Regions from separate parts of the Mus musculus genome. Here region 2 is linked to region 1. Evidence: chromatin contacts called from public Hi-C data. All regions are on one chromosome and are shown on one strand. The core of a region is the stretch at or near the end of the contact, and the rest is flanking DNA. Distances in the headings are between cores, read along the strand shown. Region 1 holds the start of Zfand1 (zinc finger, AN1-type domain 1). Region 2 holds the start of Rbis (ribosomal biogenesis factor).

What was found. A called contact is a pair of places that touch in the nucleus more often than the background predicts.
Region 2: a contact with region 1 is called in a Hi-C map of muscle stem cells, with 5 times the contacts expected there. The contact joins the promoter of Rbis here to the promoter of Zfand1 in region 1. A contact is called at or near these places in 2 of 39 promoter capture datasets (cranial neural crest and pre-B cells) and 3 of 484 Hi-C or Micro-C datasets (CD4 T cells, double positive thymocytes and muscle stem cells).

What each region holds. Positions count from the first base shown.
Region 1 is chr3:10,348,837-10,356,216 of GRCm38.p6, forward strand. It overlaps Zfand1 (zinc finger, AN1-type domain 1), which reads right to left and starts at 2,481. Exons shown (of 8, transcript NM_025512.3): 1 at 2,406-2,481. The coding sequence starts at 2,460.
Region 2 is chr3:14,607,313-14,614,285 of GRCm38.p6, forward strand. It overlaps Rbis (ribosomal biogenesis factor), which reads right to left and starts at 3,944. Exons shown (of 4, transcript NM_001099674.1): 1 at 3,898-3,944; 2 at 2,229-2,345. The coding sequence starts at 2,342.

The DNA.
Region 1 (7,380 bases), core at 1,231-3,730:
CAATGACCCAGTATATCATTACTATGTAATCATTATTAACCAAAAAGTACCAAATCTCCAACTCTAGGAAAGTGGCTCAATCAATGGGAGGTAGATGTTACTTAGTAACTTTGTTAAAACAAAACAAAACAAAAAAACAATGGTGGTATTTTTCTCCATTGTTTTGTTTCCAAGATTTACTAGGTATTTTTTTTTTTTTTTTAGAACAGTGTGCTGCAGAATGTATGCATTTGGTGTCAAAATTCTGGGTTTTAATTCTGACACCATTTAACATCAATCTAGCAATAGTAAGTAGTTTACTTAATAATAAAGCCGCAGATATACATGTAGTATATGCTGTATATATGTTTCTCTCTCTCACATAGATATATGTGTATGTATCAATCTCACTTATATCTATAATTCCTTATTAGTTAATTCATACTAATGCTGTCTATATACATATACTTTGTAAAGTTCACACAAGTATCAATCCTCAGTTATAGAAACTAATTATTAAAAACAATCACTTTTTTGTGTTTATTTTCTGTTTGACACAGGTCTCATATGGCCAAGGCTGGCCTCTAAACTCCTCATTCCCCCTTTTTCAGACTCTAGAGTGCTGGAAATACAGTATGAGCCCCCATACCTGGCTCAGTCACTTTCTAACTGACTTCAATCTATCTCATATATGAATCCCAGCAAGTGGCCACATAAGCTACACAAACCCAGTCACACTGCTTTCACAATGGCAACCAGACAGTACTGCTCAGTCCTTTACAGAGAACTTTAATAGTCCAGAAAAGATACCTTGTAGGGTATCTTAATCCAAAATGCCAAGAGGGTCCCCCTAGGTAATCATGCTTGCAGACTAAGGGCCCGAATGTTTTCCTAGAATGAGAAGCGCCTAGTGAGCTATCACTATTGTTATTAAACGAATCATAATACTGTGAGCTTCAATTTCATGCCAAGAAATTAGAGATATGTGTCAATATGTAAACTCAAACACATAATCTGCAGAATTTTTATACTTTTTTAGATTTATTTTTCTTATTATTGTGTGTGTGTGTTGTGTTTTCTTGTTTGACACAAATGGAGGGTGGAGGATAACTTTTCGGGAATCAGTTCTCTCTTCCCACTGTGATTTTGAGGCAGGGTCTGTCTTACTCCTGGCTAGTGCCTCTGAATGAGGGTCCTGCCTACAGCCATGCTCCTGTCTGAGACACACGCCGAGGTTTGGATTACAGACTTTGTCACTGGCCCATTATGTCACTTTCAATGGGAAAAATTGGTTGTGTTTGCTATTTTGAGACTTAGAGGGTTCAAGCAAGTATTATATGCCATTCAAGGTAGCCCAGGAGGAAGAGTTATGATTAAAATAATTTCTTAGCATCACATATCCCTACTTAACTGCACCCCCTTTCTGCTAGTCCAAGAGATAGGCCTCATCTTAATAACACTACAGATATGTGAAACTGGAAAGGATGAGCTATATCACAGATGGTAGATATATTTAGACATACTAGTAAATCAACCTGACAAGATGTATATAACTTAACAGTCAAATTCAAATAGCCAAGCTTCCCTAGGAAAGGACTACATGGGGAAAAAAAACCAAAAAACAAAAACAAAATTGATCTGCTGAGTGAATGGTAAAGGACATATACAACAACACGTCCTGTCTTGCCTTTGCTTAGTGCAGGCATCACCTACTGCAGGAATCCAGGCCAAACCCAAGAGCTGCATTCAAGACCTTGTTAGGAACTAACAGAAGCTGCAGCATGAGGAAACCCTCTGCTCACATTTGGAGTGCGATCTAACAGACTGTGAGCCTGACGCTTTAAGGACTTGCCGGCTATAGGAGTCTAAACACCCTGAACTTTGACGCATACCACCAGGGCCTATGTTTATGACAAGGTCTACCATTACCATAGTATTTATTAAACCTTCCTAAAATGTGGTTTACTGATCTGCAACTAATAGCTTAAGTTAATATTAGAAACACCAAGACGTCTAAAAACCTGCGAACACACTGCTGAAAACTGATGCTCTTCAACGCATTTGTCAGACAAAAAAATAAAAAATCAATCAAGAAAAAGCCTGGGAAAGTGGATGCTCCACGGTGGCAATGGTAAGGACCGAGGGGAACTGGAGTCCTGATCTAAGTCGCTTCGCCGACCAGGGCTTCTTGAGCAAGGCCATCTGGATACCCCGAGGAGTCTGCAAGGTGTGCATTCGGGATCTGCGTGCAAACCAAGGGAGCCACAAAGTTCGCCCCTACACCGAGGAACAGTAACAAAGACACCACCAGTATCACCCTGGAAGGTCGCTCACGCCCCGCGTCCTCCCTCACCCGCCGCCACCGCCCCGGCCGTCAGAACCCGGCCCAGGTCTCCCGCGGATGAAAATGGGGCTTCCAGCGTCACCTCGCTGCCGGCAGTGCTGCACCTGGCAGTGCTGCCCAATGTCCAACTCCGCCATCTTTCCACCGCCGCAAGGGCAGGGGGCGGGGCAGCGCTGGGAACGTCAGTCCGGAGCGGGCAGGACCGAGGGCGGGGCGTCCTGTGAGGTGGGTGGGGCCTGTAGTGGGGCAAGGCGGGGCTTTCGGGGGCGGGACCCCCGGTGGGGTGGGGCGGGACTCCGCGATGGGGCGAGGCGAGCATGCGGGGCGGGGCCCACAGGAGAGGCGGGGCCTTGAAGACACTTGCGCGCTTCCTGGAGGTTCCAGCACTCTCCAGAAAGAGAAGAGACTTAGTAGAACTCAATTCTTGTAGCTGAGGTTCTCGGGCTCAAATTTGAGAAAAACCTAGCTCCTCTTTTGGAAACTGCACTCGCTGTTCTCTACATTGAGTCTCCAAAATTGAGAACTCCCTCACGAAGATTTCTTGATTTCTTAAGTAACTGTATTCCCAGGAGCCAACAAAGACCTGGCAAGAAGGAGCTAAAGGAGTCTGCAACCCTATAGGTAGAACAACAATATGAACTAACCAGTACCCCCAGAGCTCATGTATATGTAGCAGAAGATGGCCTAGTCGGTCATCATTGGGAAGAGAGGCCCCTTGGTCTTGCAAACTTTATATGCCCCAGTACAGGGGAACGCCAGGGCCAAGAAGTGGGAGTGGGTGGGTAGGAGAGTGGGGGGAGGGCATGGGGGACTTTTGGGATAGCATTGGAAATGTAATTGAAGAAAATACCTAATTAAAAAAAAAAGAATGCTAGCAAAAAAAAAAAATGTTATAGCAATCAAGAGAGGTACCGGGACACTGATTACTATATTGTCTTGATGTTTTAGTTTGAAGTAAATGCCCTCACCATGAAAGCATTAGGCTTTTGTTTTTAATTTAAAGGCTTCTTTTAATTATTTGTTAAAATTCTAGTAAGGAAAAAAAAAAATACATGCAACTAAAGTGTACATCGCTCCTCGGTTAGGAGAGCACACTGCAGAGGCAAGCTCCTAGGTCATAGGATGAAGGGAGCTGTTTGATGTCTGACGAGCCTCTTCATTAGAACTAAGGGGAGGCCTTGCCTTGTAGGTGGGGTAGGAAGGGATGTCTTTCTACTGACAAGACACTGGACACAATCAGAGTGGATGAGTGACAATCAGCTGCAGACCTGAATAGTCTCCCATGTGACTTAAGGGTACTCAAATGCTCTCCTGAAGAGTAAAGTGAATACAATTGCCACACACCATACTTTTTCAGTGCATTCTGGATATTCGAACAGACACCACAGGCTTGGGCAGCAAACAGTTTTTTCAGAGAGCTAACTCCCAGCCCTTGCGATTTCTTGAATCTAAGGCTCAGCAACTTACGTTTTACTAATGTTGGTACAGTCAAGCAACAGTAGATTTTCTAGAATGTTACCGTGACTGAATGTTCTAAATAGATGGCAAATATATATCCCACCAATCCAATCAGAACATTTCTTTTTCAGCTCTTGGAGATCTCATAGCAGCCCAAGACTAAAGTTTAGCTACTCCTATCCCCGAGTCTCCTTTTCTGGTTTTTTCTTTAGATATTATTTACCAAAATCTATCTCTCCATCTATTTGTGTTCAACCCCTTTGTTAAATATATCCTCACTGATGAAATTCCAGTGATAAATGAATCAGAAACTCCTCTACCTCCATACTTAGTCATGACAACTTTTTTTAAAAACATGAGCTCTCGGGCTGGTGAGATGGCTCAGTGGGTAAGAGCACCCGACTGCTCTTCCGAAGGTCCGGAGTTCAAATCCCAGCAACCACATGGTGGCTCACAACCACTCACAATGAGATCTGACTCCTTCTTCTGGAGTGTCTGAAGACAGCTACAGTGTACTTACATATTAAAAAAAAAAAAAAGAACAATAAATAACAATAAATAAAGGGGTGGATGTAGTGCACACTTGTATGTAGTCAAATATTCATACATGTAAAATAAAAATCTTTTAAAAAAAAAAAAAAAAAACATGAGCTCTCCATTTCTAGCAGTCTGTTATGAGTACATGCTCTGTGTTATTTGACAATAAAACTTAAGTGCAAAATGAAGGCTTTTTTTTTTCCTGTACCATTCCATTTCTAACTAAAGCAGTCTACTGCACTAGGAAGCACAAATGCATGCCCAAACCTGCCCTTTCTTATGTGTGCCATGGAAATGCCCCCTAAACACCATGGAGTCTTCTTTAGAAACATTCTTCATTCTCTATTTATTCTCTGGATTATTTTTATGAGTAAAAAGTCATTTCCTTGCCCAAGATATCCCTTCATTTCTTCATTAGGCACAGCATTCTGTAGTTTGTTCAGTAAAGTTTTTCAGCTGCATCCTCGACTCTTCTACCCCATCTCCAGCTTCACAATGTCTCCCTCCTGTCCAATAGAATTTTGAGTGCTCTTTAATGGCAGGTGCCATTTTCTTTTCTCTAGAATGTTTCTATGTCAAGGGTTCCCAAATTTCCTTCAAACTATGAATCACCTGCATGCTTGCCACCCTCCTCCTGGGGTCCAATTAAAGGGTTGGGAATGGCTGTAAGAAACTGTAATTGCCTATACGTTGGTCCTTATCCGGTACATTTAGGAAACCCTTTGTCCCCTACTCTGCTTTCAGCATACACATCTTGCAAGGAAGGTGCAGGTATAGTTCTGTCCCTCGGGACATCAGACATCTCCTTTAGCAGCACTATGCACGTTTCTGATTAGCTCTACCCAGATCCTATTATAATTTACTTGACTCCAGCTCTCCATTCCCCCTTGCCCCACCCTAACCCCTGCTTTGGATTCTATTATTTACATAATAAAATCGTTCTTGGGTCCATTCAGCAAGCAGTCTGAACATCTCCTACATTTGAGGTACTTACTGTTCTATATTTGATACAGAATTAAATACAGCATAGTCCACAACTACACTGAACTCTTGATCTCTAAGGGATGTCTTTGTCATTTAACTTATTTTAAATGTTGTCCCAGCCTGCCTTTCCCTTGTTGTCTTCTGAAGCCTCAGTGCTCTGCAGCCGGCCACCCAGCCCTTGCGCAGCCATTGTCTTTACTTGCAAGCCATCAGGGAAATGCAAATCAAAATCACTCCTCCATTGCTGGTGGGAGAGCAAATTTGTACAACCTCTTTGGAAATCAATATGGTGGTTTGTCAGAAAATGAAATCAATCTACCTCAAGACCCAGATAGCACTCTTGGGCATATATCCAAAGGACACTCTATCCTACCACAAATATAAGCTCAACTATGTTCATCGTGGCTTTATTCATAGTAGCTAGAATCTAGAAACAGTATAGAAGTCCCTCAACTGAAGAATGGATAAAGAAAATGTGGTACATCTACACAATACTCAGCTGTTTAAAAAGATGACATCATGACATTTTCAGGCAAATGGATGGAACTAGAAAACCTTGGCCTGAGCAAATTAACTTGGGCCCCAAAGATAACATGGTATGTATTCACTTTTAAGTGGATATTAGCTGTTGAGAAGATGATAATCATGCTACAACTCACAGTCCTAGGAAAGCTAAGTAACAAGATGAGCTCTAAGGGGACACATGGATCTCCCTCGGAAGGGAAAATAGAATAGATTTTGCAGATGGACTGAAGGTGGGTGGGACATAGAACAGGAGGGTTGGAGGGGGAGGAAGAGAGTAGAAGAAGAGATGATTGGAACTGGGAAGCATTTGCAGGGCACAATGTGAAGCCTAGTGCAGTAGAAACTCCCAGGATTCTAGGCAGGTGTCTTAGTCAGGGTTTCTATGTTGTGACAAAACACCATGACTAAAAAGCACACTGGGGAGAAAAGAGTTAATTCAGCCACACTCCCAGAGTATAGTCCATCATTGGAGGAAGTCAGGGCAGGAACTCAAGCAGGACCAGCTGAAGGTACCAGGAGGGAGGGGCTGATGCAGAGGCCATGGTGGAGTGCTGCTTACTGGCTTGCTTCACATTGCTCATCCTGCTTTCTTATAGAAGCTGGAGCCACCAACCCAGAGATGCACCATGATCACTAATTGTGAAAATGTCTTACAGCTGGATCTCACGGAAGCATTTCCTAAACCGAGGCTTCTTCCTTTCTGATGGCTTTAGCTTGTGTTAAGTTGACACGAAACCAGCCAGTTCAGACGGTGACACTAGTGAGGACTCCTAGTAATGGAGGATATGGAGCTGGAACTCAGCAACCAGGCAACTTCCAGTGATGGGAGTCTGACACCAACCCAGCCACAAAACCTTTGACCTACAATCTACCCAGCCTACAAGATGTGTGGGGGCAACGGAGGCACAAAACTTGTGGGAATGGCCATACAATGACTGATCTACTTTGAGGCTCATGTCCCTACTGGACACTGCCTGGATGACCAGAAACCAGAGGTTGGATAGTCCAGAGACCTAGGATAGGGAAAAGAATATCAACAAAATTAATCCTAGTGATATTCTACTATACTGAGGGATTGGTGGCCAGCCTGCAGCTGATGGGAGCAGATGCAGAGGCCCACAGCCAAATATTAGGCACAGAAAGAGCTCAAATTGAAGATCTCCATCAGGTTCTTCCTGCAGAGGTTAGGGAATCACACAGAAAAGGGGGAGGAAGGAGCCAGAACAGTTAAGGACACTAGAGGAACACAGCCTACAGAATCAGCCAAGCAGGGCTCCTGGACACCCACAGAGCCTGTGGGGTCTGCAACAGATCCTCTGCATGTTGTTATGGTGGATTTTCTTACTGTTTTTGTGGGACCCTGAACAGTGGGAATGGGAGTGTCTCTGACTCTTTTGCCTGTCCTTGAGCCCCTTTCCCTTCTGCTGGCCTGTCTCATCCAGTCCTGACACGGGGGTTTGTGCCTAGTTTTATTGTAACTTGTTATGCTGTGTTCAGTTGGTATCTTCCAAAGTGCTGGTCTTTTCTGAAGGGAAGTAAAGGGGTGCAGAGGT
Region 2 (6,973 bases), core at 2,694-5,193, 4.3 Mb after region 1:
AGTCTCATAACTATTAAAGATAAAATGTTCTCATCTTTTTATCTTGTTATGCATAAAAAAGTTAAGTACTGGACTGCCTAGATGTCTTAGCAGGTAAAGGCATTTGCTGTGCAAGCTGCCACCTGAGTTTCATCTTCTGACCTAAAGTATACTCTTCACCTACACATGTCATTCATACATGTGGCATAGACACACATTTTTTTTAAAGTGTATAAAATATATAAATCCTATAGTAATAATAATAAAACTGGTAATTCACACTAAAACTATAGTTCTAGGAAATTTAGTCAGAAGTTTAGGTTTTTAATAGCAATCATGTAGATTTACTTCACACTTAAGATTTTAAAGATATAAACAGATTAACTTTATTTGCTCAGTTCTAGCTATGGTGTTTAACTCTCACTTAAAGATAAGGAACCTGGAACAAAGGCTTTTAGTCCCTTCAAATAGAAAACTCTTGAGCCCTTTTCTGGATCACTTTCTCTAGAAGGATGTTCTAGTAGCCCTCTTGAATCTAAGCATGGAAAAGAAATGGTGCATTAAACACTACTGTCAGTTTCTCCTTAAAAGCCTTTGGCTCCTTTGTCCCACCATCTTCATGAGCTAACCAGTACTTCTCCCTGACTACTGTCACCCAGAAACACCACATGTATTTGCTGCTTTGTAAAACATTGAAAACACGGACTCTGACACTGTATGTATGGAGTCATTGCTGAATGAGTTCAACAAACCTAGTCTAATGCCTGTTCCTCTGAAGGTCCTGAGCTGTTAGACCCTTCACAATCAACCTCTACCCCCTGCTCCTGTAAGACACCTTCAGCTTACAGTTCACCTGTTCCACTCAAAAACTTCCCATCACTAGCATGGAGTCCAAACTGTGACTCAACCACTTCATTACAGCCATTTCTTTTCTCCCTCGACAAAATCTGCTTGGTAACCTGGCTAAGCACAGTTGACCTGAGTCCAGATGTTAAGCTAACTAAAGTTACAACTGGCTGGCTGCTGGCTGGCTTCATTAAATTCATTGTCACAAATTCTAGTCTATCACGAACATCAAATCTAAACTACTTTCTGGAGATATGAAAAGATATGAACTCTAGGCTACCTACTTAGACCCTTTTCTGATCCTCTCAGCTTATGTAAAAGTTCTAGTATATCATAGTTCAACAAAGCAATCTTCCTTAAATAGACTACACTCTTTCCTGGTTTGGAGTGATGAATGTTCTTGGTAAAAGATACTGCTCCCAGGATTCCCCAGCTCTGTAGAATTAACTCATCTTCATTCAGGTCCTTCAAACTACAAAGACAAGCCTGTGGAAAACTCCAGACTTATCATCCCATCCAGTTTTACTTCCTCTATAGTTAAGAAACCATATAGGTTCTCCTTTAGAAACTATATCCCAGTTCTTGAGAGAAACAAAAACTTCGAACCTTTTGGTTTTACAGGTATTTTCAGGGTGGGGTGGTGGTGGACTGTTGTTATAACTGTTACATCCTAGAAAGCTAAAGTATGATCTACTTAATCATGTTTTTTTTTTTTTTTTTTTTTTTTTTTTTTGGAGACAGGGTTTCTCTGTGTAGCCCTGGCTGTACTGGAACTCACTCTGTAGACCAGGCTGGCCTTGAAAATTTTTTCTCATGTATTTTGAAGTAGAAAGACATAATTTTTTTCTGTATGTGCATCTGCATAAGTTTATATCCACCATGTGCATAAAGGGTGCCACAGAGGCCAGGCAAGGATATCAGATCCCTAAAACTGGAGTTACAGTCAGTTGGGAGACATGGTCCTCTGCCAAGGCAATAAATGTTCTTAACGCTAGGCCATCGCTCAAGCACCTATTTTGAAGAATAAAAAATTGTACTTCAGCCAAATTTTTCATTTTATAGACTTTTAAATTCCAGTCTACTAGCTACCAAGCTGCTGGCTTACATAGTATACCTCTGCAAGTGGAATCTTGAATATATGCCAAGTGAACTAGTAAGAACTATCCTTCATACTGTCTAAACAGTGATTTCTATAATCTCATACAGCCTAGTAGCCTATTGTGTAGCACCTCGTATATGTGCAATCCTCTTAAATTTGTATTTTAAAAGGAACAGTATTTACCTTAATATTTTTAAAAAGTCTTGTCTAGTAAGAAGGCTATGAACTTCTGGTTTAAAAAACAAAATCCCACTGTTAGTTTACATTTTGCTTATAATCAATGCCAGAATACTTAAATACTCACCTTCTTAAGATTAGTAGTAACTGGTTTTGCCTTGTTTTTAGCCTTGAAAGTTTTGTGGCTAGCTATATGAAATACATTCCTGGACTTCTGCCCTTTTAATTTGTTCTTGGCCATTGTCTAGAAAAGAGAGTAGGGTTCAGTTAAACTGCTTATATTTTGAACCACAAATCAATGTAAAATTTTAAGGTATCTTAGTTCTGATTATTTTAAAAGTTGTTACATAAATCCTGTTTTTCATTCCCAGACATTTGCCAGGTTTTGAGGTAGGAGGCACACACATCTCAGTCCTTGCTGCATCCCTAGCACCAGGTCTGAGACACCTAGTTAAGGGCTCTTGGTTAAACTTGGTATTGTCAACACACACAACCGACCCTTTGTGGTAAATACCATTATCCCCATCTTACAGATTTAAAAAGTGATGCAAAGGTTTAAAGCCATACAAGTTAGACTAGCGGTCACTATGATATACTGCTTTTCTCATGAACATTTCTACATTCCTGCTACATTTCCTGCTTTTGTTTGATCATAAGCAAACTCATGCCAGGCACCTGTGGTAGGTATTTACTGAAGTTCATTATCTTCACTTGCACTATATGCTTTTGGCTGCTTTTCTGCTGCAACTCTGGCCCACAAAGACTGTTTTGTTTATCTTTCTCTTTACTGAAAGTTTCCCAAAGTTTTGCACAAGTCAACTGCACCCAGTGGTAATTTTTATAAAGTATGAAATGATAAACTGCCCAGAAATTAAAGTCATCAATGGTTGCCCTGACATACACTGGGCAATATGTCTTGGTCTATTCATCCTTGGTACTACTGGCTCTGGCCTAAAATCTGTCATATCTTCCCTTTCCATTTTGCTCTAACTTTCTATCTTGGCTAAAACTTCCACCAATACAGCCTCAATATACATACACAGGGAATATGCATATACAGTGAATGTGCCTGGCATGTTTTTGTTTTTTAATCAAACAATATGGATGCACAATGTGCATATATGTTCCCATATATACAACATATAATGAATGTATTGTGCAAATACATATATACATATGTATTTACATACATACATAACATACATACACACATAACACACTCTTGAACCCTAACAGTACTTCTGCTCAAAAATATTACAGTAGAAAATGCATGCGTACAGGAGTAAAAATAAGTAAAAAGTCATTCAACCTGTTATCTAACCTCCTCCATCCCATCTACCCTCTCATCTATTACTTACTAATTATTTACTAAGTCTGAAGTAATAAAGAATGGGTACGTATATATACACAACCAGATACTTTACATGCACAAATATTAACATCAACATTAAGCAAACAAAGGATAGTGTTGCAGACTCAAATGACGAGCGATGCTTACTAAGATGGAAACACAGAAAGATTCGAGAAGATCTGCAGCCTAACTAAAACCTAGATTTTGGAAAAGTGCTATTTTAAAGTTGTGATGAAGACACTGTTAAAATACCCTGCTAAGGGGTGGCCGCAAGGTTTCGGGCCTGGGCACCCCGGGAGTTCGATCGCCCACGAGGAATCGATAGAGGACTAGAAGTTGGCAGAACAGAGCCCTCGGAGCCGCCGCAGCCAGCATTCCCACCACGCCCTGCCTGAGCCCCAAACATTTCACCCCAGCGCTCCGAAAAACCCCATTAGCTTCTCACCAAAGTTCACGCGGCTGCTCAGGTTCACAGTGACGCCATCCACAAGCTCAGGACACAGGAAGTTCCGGGAAGACGAGCCAGTCAATTGAGAGCTTTCCAGCCGTAACCCCACCCACCGAACCGGCTTCCCCGAGCGGGCCACGCCCTCAGCTCCCTCTGGTGCCTCTTAGCCCGGCCCTTCACAGTAGCCTGGGCGGGGCCTGGCGTGTCCGCCGTGACCCCGCCCACTCGGAAGGAGCCGCCTTCGAAGGGGAGGAGGAGTCGACTCAGTGGAGCTTCGCCTACTAGCATGCCATGGACGTTTTTCATAGGTTTAAGCTGGTACTTGAGAAGAAGCCTCCCACCGGTGAGGTTCCACGCATCGCCTCGCTAGGACCCCGCGCCTTTGACCCGGTGGTCGTCACCCACGAAAGGCGAAAAACATTCTCGCCAGAGAAGTCTGTCCTTCCGGTCTCAGATGCTTGGTGTCACCAATCGAAGCCGCGGGCCCTGCAGTGTCCGAGAGGTGGCGCCACGACCGAGGGCGGCGTCCATACAAGAAGAAAAAGTTCGCATCCTTTTCAAGTTACTTACTTGTTCAAAAAAGAAAATTTCCTACAGCACAGCAGATGTACAAGAAATCATTCAAAATTATATATATATATTTATATCCAATTTGTATTCAAAATGCCTGTGAAGTTCTAAAAACATAAGTACCTGTGAAGCTCATATCACAGGTAATGATGCCCTTGAATTAGATCCCCTTGCCCCAAGAAAGGCAAAACAATAAAAGTCTACCTTGTGTGAGAGTAAGAGTGATGCCACAAGTAACCAAACTTATAGAAAAACATTAAACTATTTTGCAAAACTAGAGTTATGAATTCTGAAGCAAATGAGAGGGGCATAAGTATGTTCCTTAAATGTGAAGTTATTGACATGTTTGTACAAGGCAAAGCAACATATGTAAAAGAATACCATCGTGGTTGTAAAATCTGTGGAGTGTAGCTTTTAGTTTGAAATGGTGACATAAGGCTACATATACCAAGGAAAAACATAGTTGTACAGGTAAAAGCAGAGGAATTATACAAGGCAAGGAGACATCCGTTTCTGTGTTATTGTCAGCTAACAAGGCAAACTAGAAAGGTTAATGTATTTCCCTCTGCCTCCTATATAGAAGGCTATTGCCAGATTCAGACATTGATTATTTTCTCAGCATCCTTTCTGGGTAACCCCTTTTATCACATTAAGTGGTCCTTGTTGGACCTGGTAAGACTGGGCTTCCCTACAGGGGCTAGGGAGAATGCTGCTGCTTAGGCTTAGTGGGGGCTCAACAGAACACTGGGAAACTGGGACTTCAAGCGACCATCCCATCCAGCAACTGGGAGAACATAAAGGCACCACGATGGGAAAACAACTGGACCTTTGAAATATGGCCTGGCAGTACTACTGGCTTAAGTATTGTAACCAGAAAACCCACAATGTCTTATGATTGCCTGGGTTCAGTTGTAGCTGGAAGAACAATGCTCAACTATCAGAGATAAAAGATCAGGCATACCTTGAACTTTTTTTTAATCCTATGTACTTGAAGGGATTTTGAGTCTATTATTACAAAAAATTGTGAGAATTAGTGAAATCTAAACCAGAATAGGATGTTATGGTAATAAAGATAAGGAACATGCTAACTCAAAATGCCATTTTATTCTGTGACCAAATGATCTATTAAGTATAGGAAAAAAACGATTGGTGACTTTTGAAAATCTTTAAAAATATTTACAAAGATCATATTACCAGAGTTCATTGTTAACCCAGGCTGGCTCAAACTTTCAGGATTACTGACTTGGCCTCCCCAGTTGCTGGGATTATAAACACACACCACCTCACCTGGCTGTCCTGTAATTTTTCTAGCAGCCTTGAAGGTGGCTAAAATCATATATACCATATGTATCTATTTTAGTTATTTGTCTCATTGCTTCAACAAAATACCTGAGAAATGTAGTTCAAGGAAGGAATACTTGTCTTGCAGTCCAGTATGGTGGAAGCAATCAGGCCGGAGCTGGAAGCATGCACAGTCAGGATGCAGAGAGAGATAAGTGCAGCCACTCAGTTCCTTTCTCCTTTTTTATGTAGTTTGCAAGTCAAACCAGGGAATGGAATTTTCCATATTCACAGTGGGCCTTCACGCTCAAATAATCTAATCTAAGACAGCCTTCACAGACATGCCTAGAGGTTCATTTTCATGGTGACTCTAAATCTTATCAAGTCAGCAAGACTGACTATCACATCTTTCAAAAACCTCAGTTCTGCTGAGACTCACTAATGCTTCATTCATATAGGCCCATTCTGAAGCAACGATCTTGGAAGTAATTCAAGGGTTAAATAAAGAGTAAGGCAAAAGAGACCACACATAATTAAAACCCCCTATCACCAAAGTCATGGTGGTCTAAGGAGCAAACCCAACCTTGTGCTGATGATACTCTAAAATCAGCCCATTAATCTACTTCTCCTGACTGGTTTCAGTCTCCTAAAATAATCAGAACACCCCATGCCTTAGTTAGGGTTTCCATTGCTGTGAAGAGACACCATGACCATGGCAAATCTTATAAAGGATATTTAATTGGGGTTATCTTACAGGTTCAGAGTTCAGTCCATTATCATCATGGCAGAAGCATGGCAGCTTAGAGGAGCTAAGAGTTCTTCACTTTCATCCAAAGGAAGCCAGGAGCAGACTGTCTCTTCTGAACTAGGGTGGAGCTTCAAAGCCCACCCCCACAGTGATACACTTCCTCCAACAAGGCCACACCTTCTCCAACAAGGCCATACCTCCTAATAGTGCCAATCCCTGGGCAAGCATATTTAAGCCACCATACCCAGGAACCTAAATGGAAGGTAAGACACATGTATTCTCTTCAAGAGGTCACCATAACCTTGATTATGGGTGTGCAAGAATAATGATGCTTAGCAATATACATAAAGACTATAATAAATGCACAAAAGTATGCCACTTATGAAAGAAATAATTCTAGATTCTAGAAACCTATTCGTTGGGGCCCAGAAGTTGCCCCCAAAACCACATGAACACTGATCTCAATAAGACAGA